Linked DNA regions of Triticum aestivum: region 2 is linked to region 1. Evidence: chromatin contacts called from public Hi-C data. All regions are on one chromosome and are shown on one strand. The core of a region is the stretch at or near the end of the contact, and the rest is flanking DNA. Distances in the headings are between cores, read along the strand shown.

The links. A called contact is a pair of places that touch in the nucleus more often than the background predicts.
Region 2: a contact with region 1 is called in a Hi-C map of leaf, with 3 times the contacts expected there. The contact joins the enhancer-like site here to the promoter of LOC123121557 in region 1. A contact is called at or near these places in 3 of 5 Hi-C or Micro-C datasets (all in leaf) and 1 of 1 datasets of contacts at active chromatin or transcription factors (leaf).

What each region holds. Positions count from the first base shown.
Region 1 is chr5D:332,839,986-332,843,022 of IWGSC CS RefSeq v2.1, forward strand. It overlaps LOC123121557 (dormancy-associated protein homolog 3), which reads right to left and starts at 1,500. Exons shown (of 4, transcript XM_044541567.1): 1 at 1,350-1,500; 2 at 903-1,207; 3 at 701-815; 4 at 87-554. The coding sequence starts at 1,182. The coding sequence ends at 527.
Region 2 is chr5D:333,077,218-333,080,254 of IWGSC CS RefSeq v2.1, forward strand. No RefSeq gene overlaps it. Among protein-coding and RNA genes, the nearest start is that of LOC123121558, 7.5 kb to the left of the region's middle. Within about 2 kb of position 1,609, at least 7 of the 8 cell types and tissues checked have an H3K27ac peak or open chromatin away from gene starts, as enhancers often do. A contact at or near this core is called in leaf, where this site is marked.

The sequences.
Region 1 (3,037 bases), core at 250-2,749:
ACCCTCGAACACGAATCGAGCAAATTATTGGTGCCATTTCTTCAACTAGCCCGACCAACCAGGGAGGACGCCTGACAATAATCACAGGAGTGGAGGCTCACTTAGCCATGCATTATTGCAGACATATTTTACACTGCATGCATTAGCACATGCTGCCCGCGGGCCTTGTACAGAGCAGCTAGAGCTCAACATCCCCTCTGATCTAGTGCATCTACTGGTAGGATTTACACACACACACACACTTCACATCGGTCTCATTCGCCTCAGGTCGTTGCACGTCGCCGGTTGCCTACTACCAAAGTTTTCCTTGAGCTACCACTCGGATCCATCTAGCACATCCTTTGCTACGAAAACTCGCACCATCTCACGTGGAGTGGATGTTTACAGCGGAAGTAGTACTAGTACGTACATAACTGATACAGTAACATATACTGGGACAGGGTTCCATCTTCCGGTCAAGTTTGCAGCTACTCTCCTTGTGCTCGTGCGCTTCTCCGTCTTGGTGGATCTTCTTCTTTTTTCACGGTTAGCGGTCGAGCGAACTGATCACCACCCTGCAAGAGACAAGGTTCAGAGGCATCAGATTTATGGCTACTGTACTAGATAGAGTCATGGTGGTTGGATCTAGCATTTGGGTTCGTGATGTGGTGCGCTCGAAAACAAGAGGGGATATTCGGTTTGAACTTTGAAGCCAACGCACCAGTCGAAGACGGTGGGGCTCCTGGGGGTGCCGGGGCTGGCCTCCATGCCGTCGGCGGCCATCCTGCCTTTGCGGCGCAGCTTACTCCAACCACTCTCTCCCCTGGGTGTCGTTGCTGCAGTCACAAGCAAGCATGTCAGCCACATCACGCCGGCCTCGTCGTACGAGATAAAAAATAGGAGGCAAAGGTGTGATAAGATACCTGTGCTGAAGGGGGAGTCGGGGACGCTGGCCGGGGACGAGGGCGCGGAGCCGGAGCCGGACTCGCCGCGCGGCGACGTCACGGACAGAGCCGGCGGGCGGAGGATGGTGATGCTCCGCGTCACCGCCGGCGCCGCCACGTCGGCCGACGGCACGGCAGCGGTCGTGCCGGCCGCCGAGGAGGACGGGGAGAAGGAGGCGTACTTGCGGAGCCTGCCGAGGCCGTGGTCCGGCCGCGGCCCGGCCACCGTGTCGTCCCACAGCTGGTCAAGAAGCCCCATGGAGCGCACGACGATCCGATCAAACCTGCGCGTTGCACGTACGTGGTAGATCAGGAGCCACGTTCATACAATCATGATCATCTCCTCTTCTTCCTCCGGTTAATCTGTTCTTGCCTCGCGTGTTCTTGGCCGAGAGGGAGGGGCAAGGGGATGGAACTGATTATTACCTTTGGTGTCGAAGGGTGTGTGTGGCGCAGGCGCAGGCGCAGGCGCAGTGGATCCTCCTTCGTTCCTTCCTTCTTTGTTGGAGGGAGGGAGCGGGTGGAGTTTTATAGATGAGGCCGAGGGGTGGTGGGGAGGGGACGTAGGCGAGATATTTGGGGGGCGTACGCAACTCTGGGATCGCCCATCTTTCTGTTTCCGGGCTCCGCCTTGCGCGGTCGGCTCGGCTCCTGCGGTCCAGCGTAGCCGACGCAGTTTTTAGCCGTCCGGGATTAGGAAATGGATAGAGTGGGAGTGGATAAAATGGGAGGTGTGGTGTTATTTTCGGGGTCTTCGTCGGTAATTGCGGGTGATGAGTCAAACAAACCGGATAGGGTTGTTATATCGGATAAAAGTAGTTTGGGATGCGGATTCCCGCTAGTGTCGGAGTACTGAATCGGCTCAACCTGCAAAATGGATTTTTTTTTCTTTGAGGATCTGCAAAATGGATCTTGAGGTGTCAAGGACATGATAATGATGTCATCTATATCTACACCAATATAAAAAGACCCAAAAGAGCAGATTCAATTAATCTCGTCCATTAAATCATGTCGATCCAATGACCTAGACCGCTTCAATGTCGAGCGCTCAACACGTTTAGCGTGCATTTAATTTCATGCTAAATATAGTGCTAATCACATAATAACACGCAAATAATATCCTACTTAATATCCGCATGCACTAGTAAAACTATTCATCACCCAGGATGCAGAATAAGTTATTCTTCACCCGAGATAATCTTACGGTCGCTTCATAAACAAATTACGTTCGGAATACAAATAGTTACATTCATATTGATTCACTATGTAAAATTTGGTATAAGAAAACAAAAAAAAAAGTTATAAGATCAGAAATATCACATTTTATGTATGTTTTACACTATGTTTTTACGTTCGTAATTTTACGTAACATAAAATATTTTTTACGGCGAGTATATATTTTCTTACGTTCTTTTTTTAGTATGAAATAAGAAGAAATTTACGAAACCTAAAAATACGGTGCAGTGATGTCAAAATAGAGAGGGGTGAAGAATAACTATTCCTCACCCAGGGTGACGAATAGCGTGACCCATGCACTTAATATACTTTCAAATTAACATGCATTACACGTACACGTTGACTAGTCTAGTAAATGTGACATACTCAGAAAACCTAAAAAAAATGTCTTCTTTTAAGGACTCAATAGTTGGCAACATTTTTGCTTGCGGTTTCTTTAGAACCCGTTGCATTTTCTTCCGAGAAGCATGGCAGCATATGAGAAGATGGAAATTTTGAGGCAAAAACGAGCAGAAATTGTCATCATTTGATACCGTGTTGCAACTAAAACGGGGCGTTTGTGTATATATATATATATATATATATATATATATATATATATATATATATATATATATATATATCTTGTTACTACAGATAAGGCTAAGATATAATTCATGATACATTTGCTTATTACCAGCTCTAAATTACGTGGCAAAGCTAAGATAAGTGGATTTTTTTTGGTCCTTGCCATTACCGAACTTGATATTCGGATCACCCCCTCCCCCTCAAACTTTCCTATTTTAGTCTGTACCACTAGCTTTGCAAAGAAATAATGTGTATGTCCTTACGCGTCGTCTTCGCCAATTGCCTCCAGGTTGATTTTACTTTGCTCTATT
Region 2 (3,037 bases), core at 359-2,858, 240 kb after region 1:
CGTCGTCGATGTAGATCTTGCCGCGGCGACTCTTAGTCATCCGGCCGACGGCGTATCCTTCGATCCCTGAGAAGTTGCCCTTCAAGAACTCGAAACCACCGTGCTCTGGCCCCACGGTGGGCGCCAACTGTCGTGGATTTATGACGGCAGATGCCCTTGTGAAAGGACTTAGGTGTGGAGCCATCGCAACCTAGGTTAGCTCAAAGGGGTTGAACGGGACAAAGGACATAGAGAGTTTACCCAGGTTCGGCCCCTCGCAAAGAGGTAAAAGCCTACGTCCTGCTTCTAGTTGTATTGCTTGGGTTTCGATTACAATGGAGCAAAATACGCTTGACCTAGCTATCGACTTGTTGTTTCTTGGTTCAACCCGCCGTCGAGTCTCGCCTTTATATACCCAGGTCAAGATCCGAAACTTACAAGAGTCCGAGCCGGATCACACAGCGTAACCGGCCTGGTTTCTAAATTGTTTTGCCTTAACAGGCAAGCTATCATATGGCGGTTCATACTTCCGGGTCTTGGGCCACCATCAGACCCGCCTCTATGAGCCGCCGTCTTCTTACTTCATCTTCTTAGGCCTCTTGGGCCTTCTTCATATTAAGTCGCCAACGGTGTAAACCGGCCTCTCCTGGGCGGGTCACACCTTGGGGTTATATCCCCAACAAAAAAAAGTATCAACATTTACAAGGCCAAAGGAATATCTTCAGATTCATTATGGAATGTAGTTTCATATTATGTATATTTGTATTGTAGATATTGATATTTTTTTACACAACATTTTTTTTTTCGAGAGTACGCCAATGCGTGCCTTATCTTTATAGAAGAAAGTAAGGACAATGTACAAGAAACTGGCAAACAGATGCGAACATGCACTGCCAGCAACGACCTTTTACAACCAACAAAGAAAATAAAGCCTACTCTCTCACAAATCTAAATAAACCTCCGACTCCTACTCCGGCCGTCCTTCTCTCCTTAACCTCACTCAAGATCGTGTCAACCAACTCTAAGGGCGACTTTTGTTGTCTGACCTTGTTGAAGACGCATGCGTTCCTTTGCTTCCATAACGACCAAGCAACCGCGATGACAAAGGGTATTGAACTCACGATTTGTTGGCCCTATGAAAATGGCCTCTTATATGCAAACTAAAAAAACCGAAGGAAGTATTGTGTATTGATCTGTACATGGTCCTCAGCCCTTTGAGCCCAGTTGCCTAGGGTTTGTTCAGGTGCACAGTCCGACCGACACGGAGCCCTTGGTGTGTGTGAACCCTATCACCCACAGGCTGGCTATACGGAGCGCATGCAAGAACACGCGGTAGCATTTTCTGGGGTTTCGTCCTTGCAACGCCAAAAAAAAACGAGAGCTTTCTTACCGATAAATGGTCACCCGAGCCGTAGCAAAGCCGAGCCACGATCGGCTTGCGATCCCTGATGCAACGAGCCGTCCGCAGACGCGCCGGTAAAAAGAGTGTGGGGCCGAAGACGTTCGATCCGGCGGGCCCACCGCAAGTGGGACCGACTACGTCGTCTGTTTCCACGGAGATGATAAGATCCAGTGCGTAAAAGCCAACCGCGGCACGCCACGTAGTGGGGCCTACGTGTTGTTGCGAGCGCAGTTCGGATTAGATTATGGACGATCTAATGGCGCTTTTGATCATTCTTTGGATGCGGACGAGCCAGGGGCCCGATGAGATGGGGCTAAAGTACAATTTTCTACGCTGGGCACATGGGCGTGGAAAATTCTAGAAAGCGACGCAGTAGATGGTTTGTTAATTAATTAAGCTCATGGAGCCCGACATTTTCTGAATTTTTGTTTGGTCCGTGCATGGAACTGGGGAGTGACAAGAGTCGTGCATGAAAATGAATTACTATTACTCTCTAGGGCATCTTCAACGGATCCGCATACTTAGCTCCTGCATCCGTGTGCAATAAGCGACCTATCCACGAACAAAGATGCGGAAACCAGCCATCTAAGGCTAGCCGCATATAATTCAAAACGAATTTAAATATACTAAACGTAGTTCATGCAAATTGACTGATTTCATATACACCAGAACACATTCACTACAATTCCGATATATTTCACTAAAAAAGAGCGATCGGACCTAAATCTATCCTACGACTGACGTCCGTCGTCCACTTCCTTTGTTTCGTATCAGCGACCACGTCCTGCAATTACCGTCTCCATGAGCGCCCGTGGGGGTTCAAGACACGTAAAGTGAAGGTGCGGTCTCCTACGAGGAAGAGTAGGACATGGGAGACAGACCGGCCCACTTGGGACACAATGCCCTGCCGCCTCCTCGAAAGAGTCTGTGACCTATCCGTCGACGGTGCCAGTGGATGTGAGGTCGATGTAGATTTGGCCCTCCGCCAGCCAGTGTTGCTCGAGGAGAAATATGGTGTACCGCAGCTCCTCCTGCGCCTGGCGGAACGTCAACATAGGAGCCACCGCAGCCTGCTCCTCTCTGTCATGACGGCGTCGAAGTGCGCCTGCGCCTGCTCCATGGTCAAGTTGGCAAGCACAGGTGCGGGGTCCAGCGTAGTGTTGTCGTCCGAGTCCCTCTCCATCGTGGGATCATCATCAGAGACCTTGGGCGAGCTAATCAGCATGTCGTGCTTGATCTGCCAGGCGGCTGCAAGAGCGGCCATCTCGTGCTTCTACTTCAATAACAAGCTCTCTTACAAAGCGCTAGAGCTTGCGGTCATGATGGATGTGGTGCAAGGGAGGACGATGTGGAGCGGATGTGGTGTGGTGTGGAGTTAGCCGGGTCTGGCCGCCTTTAAATAGCGGATTCTGGTGAGGCCAAGCATCCGGGTGCGTCAATGCGTGGCGCCGGAGTTGGTTCCTCGAACGGCGAGCTTGCTTAATAGTGGCATACATATGGACGGACATTGAACGATCGTGGTAGATATCCATCTCGCCCTTCCAGTAAACTTCTCCCCGACATCGAACAGGAGCGGGCACCGGAGACGCGTCGTGGGCGGCGCTCTCGGCCGGCGCACCGCTTCAGTGACATCGTCAGTGAGAGGTCACATGCCCT